Linked DNA regions of Oryctolagus cuniculus: region 2 is linked to region 1. The links are chromatin contacts, called in public Micro-C maps. All regions are on one chromosome and are shown on one strand. Each heading gives the region's core, a stretch centred on a gene start, on an enhancer-like site or on the middle of the called end of the contact. The rest is flanking DNA. Distances are from core to core; before and after follow the strand shown. Region 1 has its middle 16 kb from the start of ATG16L2. Region 2 has its middle 39 kb from the start of FCHSD2.

Region 1 (2,700 bases), core at 97-2,596:
TGACTCAGGGAGCTCTGGAGAGGCCAGGATGGAAGTGAGAGTCTCAGGAAATGCTGGTTAAGTGGTTAAATGCCTTTGTTCAAGGACCCTAGGGGTTCAACACTGCTCCACTCCAAGATTTCTTCCACCAGACCCCTTCCCTCCTGCCTGGCTCCCAGTGGCCACCAGGGGTCACCAGCAGCCTGGAAGAACACTTGGACGGTTGTGACGTAGGTGTCCTCTGTCTCAGGGGACAATGGCTCTGAGGCTGAGACTGAGCATCACACAGCTACTGTCATGCTGGGTTGAGCTAACCCCCACCCGCCCGCACACACTAATGGCAGAAGGCAGAATTTGGCCTCCCCTGCCTGCCACCACGGGGCTGCGGGGGTGGGGGGAGGGAGCAGATGTGATTCTGGCTTTGTGTCTAAGCCAACGCTACTCTGTGTCTATCTCTTCCATTCTGGCCCCTGGACCTGGAGGGTGAGTGTCCCCCAAAGTGAGGGACCAGGAGAGAGAGGGATCCTGGGAGGTGGCTGTCAGCTCTGCCTAGGTGACCCGGGGACCGGCAGAGGTGCTTGGGAAGTGGGCTGACTCTGTCGCAGGGCAGTGACCACACGTGCTGGGGGCCGCCTCACTTCAGGGGGCACAGGCTCACTGGAACTTGCTCCGAGGCACCCCTCCTGGCAGGAGTGAATGCTTCCTGGAGGGCAAGGGGAGGCGGGGGTGCAGAGGGCAGGACTAGCACCCTCCAGGCCGCCAGTGTTGAGTGCTCAGGTTTCGGCATTCCCTACTTGGGCCTGAGTCTCAGTGGTAAAACTAGAATGACCTGCACAGGGTCACAGCAGGGCTGGCACGAGCATCCAGGCCTCCGGCTCGGTGGCAAAAACTGGATTGAGGTGCTGTAGAGAGGGACTGGCTGCTCTCTGCAAGCCCAGTTCCATCTTCTGGGAGACCCTGGGCAGGTCACCAGCTTCCAGGGTCTCGTGTCCCCGTCCCTGAAACTGCCGCGGCCACACAACATAGTCTCATAGTCTGTGAGCAGGGTTGCCTCTGCCTGCCCCGCCCAGCCTCAGGCCTGAAACCTCCAGGAGGGAGAGGCGGGAGAGGCCCCCGTGGCGGGCTAATGCCCTGGGGTCACTTCCCCGTCCTGGGAGGGGCCCCTTGGCTTGAGTCTGTCATTCCTGAGTGCCCCCCCCACCAGATTGGACCCCCCCTGGGGACAGAGACGGGGTCTACAGTGTGCAGGACACAGCCTGGGGCAGGAAGCTAGGCTGCTGAACGGCCTGCAGAAGTCCTGGCAGTGCCGGGTGTGGACCCGTCTGTGAGGGTCAGTGTCACTCACACCAAGCCTTGTACGGGCTGTTTCCATGTCCAGGGTCCAAGGTAAGCTCAGCTGCTCTGCACGCTTACCACATGGGACCTCAGGAAGTCTCTCCTCACCCTCGCTGTCCAGGTGGGGAAGGCGAGGCCCAGCCGGCTGAAGGGGTGAGCCTCCGGCCACGGCACACTCGAGGCAGCTCTGGGACTTGAGTCCAGCTCTTTCTGCCAAGCTCCCCTCCCCCCCGCCCTGGGCCTTGCACGAGCAAGCAGTGCGGTGTGCTTGGTCCTCAGTGTGCAGGGGCGTGAACCCTGCTCAGCAGTTACTGGTGTTATGTTGTAAGGTAAGACATTTCAGGAGAAAATCCCAGACCAGCGCCTGCAGGAACGACGTGGGAGCAGCCCCGCGTGTGTTGCTTTTGGTCACTGGGACCAAGGGAAAAACAGCCCAGGAACACGATGCTCTTGGCAGATCAAGTAGTCACAAAGCAAACGCTGAGGAACCTGGAGGACACTTAGCTCGTGTGTCGAGTGGTAGAGTTCCGGGACACAGTACAGTTCCCATTCTTTGTCATTTGGTTGTGTTTCTGTCATCAACAACTTCCTAACAGACAAAATGAACGCAAAGATTCAGAGCAGCCAGATTTTGTCACAGGGCCGCATGGAGGGAGCTGGACAGGAACTAGGCCCCGAGCCAGAAGCGTGGCTGGGTTCCTTGGGCAGTGAGTGAGCAGTGCAGCCCAGGGGTAGCCACGGGCCGGAGGATGCGGGCTCGCTTTGTCTCGGTGCAGGAGTCCAGTGCCTTGATGGGTCACCTTCCGTCATCCCAGCAAGTCCGTATTAGCCGGTCTTGGCGCCAGCACTGTGACCTTTCCGTCTCACTCTGCATCTCGAGACCAAACCACTGAGACCAGCAGAGCTGCGGGAGCACTGCCCCGGAAGCCACCGCCCTCTGTTCCTTTCCAAGTTGAGGTCGTGGCAGCTCGGAAGGAAGGGCGGGACACCAAGCCGCGGGAGGCCCAAGGCCCAGTGATGTTCTCCGCCTGGGCTCTGGCTGGCCTGCGGGTGTGCCGTGGGCTGGGGTGGGGTCGGAGAGGAAGGGAACCAGCCCTGTGCGGTGAATCCCTGGCTTGACTGAAGCCCAGTCAGTTCCTGAGACGAAGGAGCCAACACTGGATTCTGACACTGCGGTGGGGCCGTTGACTGAACTCTGTCCCTGGTCACAGACCAAGTCTCCAGTGCCAGCGGCGGTCTGTGACCAGCAGCTCGCACGGGCAGGGGAGCAGGAGAGTGCCGTCTCCTGTGTCTCACGGCCCTTGCCAGGTGTACGGAAAAGCACTTCACACATTCCTTCCGCGGGAACGCACGCTGCCTGTGGCTGCAGCACGGTCACGGGTCCCA
Region 2 (2,700 bases), core at 38-2,537, 340 kb after region 1:
AGTCCCAGCCTGCCGAGCTACCTGGCGTCCTGTGGAGTCAGGCCAGGGCACCGCCTACTCTCAGCTTGGTTCAGGAGCCTGCCTTCTCACAGCCCCAGTGTGAGTGCCTTCCTGGGCTTCCGCCCCCCACCCCCACCACCAGGGGAGGCATGCTCTCCACAGCCCTCCCAGGGGGGCGTGTCCCGCCTGCTCCCATACCTCATGGCCTATCTCTGGAAGCAGCCCCTTCTGCCGTAGGACTGCCTTTCTCGCTGAACTGGGGCCAGCCTCCAGTGACATCCCCATCATTTCCGTGGGGGGCCTCAAAGCAGTTGCCCCCTGTCCCTGGGTTGGTCCTATTAAGCTGGGAGGGAAATGATTCTACATCTGCCCTATGTGGGCAGGGACTGCACTACAGAAGCCATTTCTAAGAAATGGGCACACAGTTCCAGAGAAACTGGGGCTGGCATTGTGGTGTAGTGGGTAAAGCCACTGCCTGTGATGCTGGTGACCCATGTGGGCACCTGTTCTAGTCCTCGCTGCTCCACTTCTGATCCAGCTCCCTGCTAATGTGCCTAGGAGAACAGCAGAAGGAGGCCCAAGTGCATGGACCCCTGTACCCACATGGGAGACTCAGAAAAAGCTTCTGGCTCCTGGCTCAGGACTGGCTCAACTCCAGCCATTGAGGCAATTTGGGCAGTGAATCAGTGAATGGAAGATCTCCCCCACCCCGAAACTCTGCCTTTCAAATAAACAAATAATTAAATAAAGCCCATTGGTCACCTCCCATATTCTAGGCTTTATGCCTCCGTTAATGTAGCCAGACATGAAATCTACATTTGTGCAATCCATATTCCACTGCGTTCCTGTCATTTCAGACCATCCTTTTTAATGTGCTCTAAGTGAAGGGTCTTGCATTTTTCTTTAAATCTCTGTCTTGGAGATGTCAGTAATTTGTACACACACACACACACACACACACACAGGCATCACCCCTCTCTGCTCAAGACACTTGCTGGATCTCCCAGAGGTGGCCAGTGTGAAGTGTCCCGTAGGGAGCCTGGTGACGGCAGGGGCCTGAGATGACCGTGACCATGAAGGGAGCAGGATCCCTGCTATCCCTGCCCAGAGGAGTGATGACAACAAGCGCCTAGGAGCCCAGGGAAGGGGTAACTGGGTGCTGCCCTCCGGGCATCCACAGGCAACTCGGAGCCTTGGGCAGGGCTCCAGAAGCAAATGCGATAGGACCTGGCAGCAGGAGGGAAGGAGGAGTGGGGAGTCTCTGAGGCAGAGGGAGAAGCCCCGTCCCCCGCAACTGTGTCCCCTCAAATAAGTATTACCAACCCTCCTCCGCTTTCTGCCCATTGGCAGAGGGCCCAGCCAGGACTAGAGCCCAGGTCTCCCAAACGACCCCCTCGCCAGGGAGCATCAGCATACCTGAGCCAGCCGCTCCCACCATCTGTCCTGAGCTCCTTGCGTTGGCCTGCTCTCTGGGGGCTCCCATCTGGCTGGGTGGATAGGCTTTCAAACCTTATGTGAAGCTGTTTAGGCTGGAGGACCCTGGGAAGGCCAGGGGTGGAAATTCAAGCACCGGCTTGGAGCCCATGGGTGTCACCCAGAGCTGAACTGTGGGCCTGTCTCAGGCTCCTGTCTCTGGGCCTGGGAGTGGGGCTGGCTGCAGACCAGAAGGCAGGGCCCACCCCAGCCCCGAGGCTGGGCCTGCGGGAGAGTCCAAGCTAAACCTCTGTACAAGGGTCCATTGTGGTTGCTGAGCCCAACCCTGGGCTCCGCCAGCCCTTCCAGCTCGGAAAATACTTTCCTGCTGGCAGCTCCCAGAGCAGCCTGTCCTTGGCCCTACAGCCAGGCCTCTCCCACCTAGCGGGGACCGCGGGCCACGGCAGCTCAGAGCTCCTGGGCCTGGCCCCCACTTGCCAAGCAGGACCCCTGATGCACAGAGCAGTGGGCACAGGTCAGAGCATCACGGTGAGGACCAAAGTCAGGAGAGAACACAGCCCTCCGGCCAGCAGGAGGCAGTGGGCTGTAGTCTCAGGCCAGGGAAGGGGCTGCACGCCCACCCTTGGCCTCTCAGGGTCTGTGTGGCCTTACAAAATCCTCTAGGCATCTGGGAGCTGAGGTCCCTGCTCTCCTGACCTCCTAAGCTTTTAAACCAGAGTGTCACACAGGAAGGGAAAGAAGCTGCTCTGGAATTCGGGGTTCTGAGGACTCCGCTCCCAGGGTGGGGCTCTGGGCCTCCTCAACCCTTGCCTGGCTGACAGCGCCACCTGGGGCCGGCTGGGGAGATCTGCGCCCCTGAGTTAGCCAAGGGGCCCAAAGGCACTTGGACCCCAGACACCAGGGCAGTGCCCAAGGAGAGTGAGCCTGGTATGAGGAGGCCGAGAAAGCAGAAAGCAGGGGGCAGGGGAGGGTCTCTGGCACCGCAGGGCCGTGGAAGGGAGGAATTGCTGTCACTGCAACTCTTGCTGACTGTCCCCTGGGCCAGGTCCTCGACAATGGGCTGTGGAGGGTGGGAGGGGCGTGGAGCCAGGACCAGGGTCTGGGAACTGGGTCTTGGAGGATGGTAGTGATCTGTCTTGTGAACAGCAGACATGCTAGGCTCAGGGAAGGCAAAGGCATGGCGGAGAGAGTGAGTGTGTGCGCTTATGTGTAGCTTGAGGGAGACAACGAGGGTGGGAGAAGTTACAGCCCTGGCACCTGTGGCCA

Evidence for each region. Hi-C and Micro-C count contacts between places; a contact is called where the count stands out from the background.
Region 2: a contact with region 1 is called in a Micro-C map of ear pinna, with 10 times the contacts expected there. The contact joins two enhancer-like sites. A contact is called at or near these places in 3 of 6 Hi-C or Micro-C datasets (ear pinna, psoas muscle and an unstated tissue).

Annotation. Positions count from the first base shown.
Region 1 is chr1:64,217,630-64,220,329 of mOryCun1.1, forward strand. No RefSeq gene overlaps it. Among named protein-coding and RNA genes, the nearest start is that of ATG16L2, 16 kb to the left of the region's middle. Within about 2 kb of position 1,347, at least 5 of the 8 cell types and tissues checked have an H3K27ac peak or open chromatin away from gene starts, as enhancers often do. A contact at or near this core is called in ear pinna, where this site is marked.
Region 2 is chr1:64,558,599-64,561,298 of mOryCun1.1, forward strand. No RefSeq gene overlaps it. Among named protein-coding and RNA genes, the nearest start is that of FCHSD2, 39 kb to the left of the region's middle. Within about 2 kb of position 1,288, at least 1 of the 8 cell types and tissues checked has an H3K27ac peak or open chromatin away from gene starts, as enhancers often do. A contact at or near this core is called in ear pinna, where this site is marked.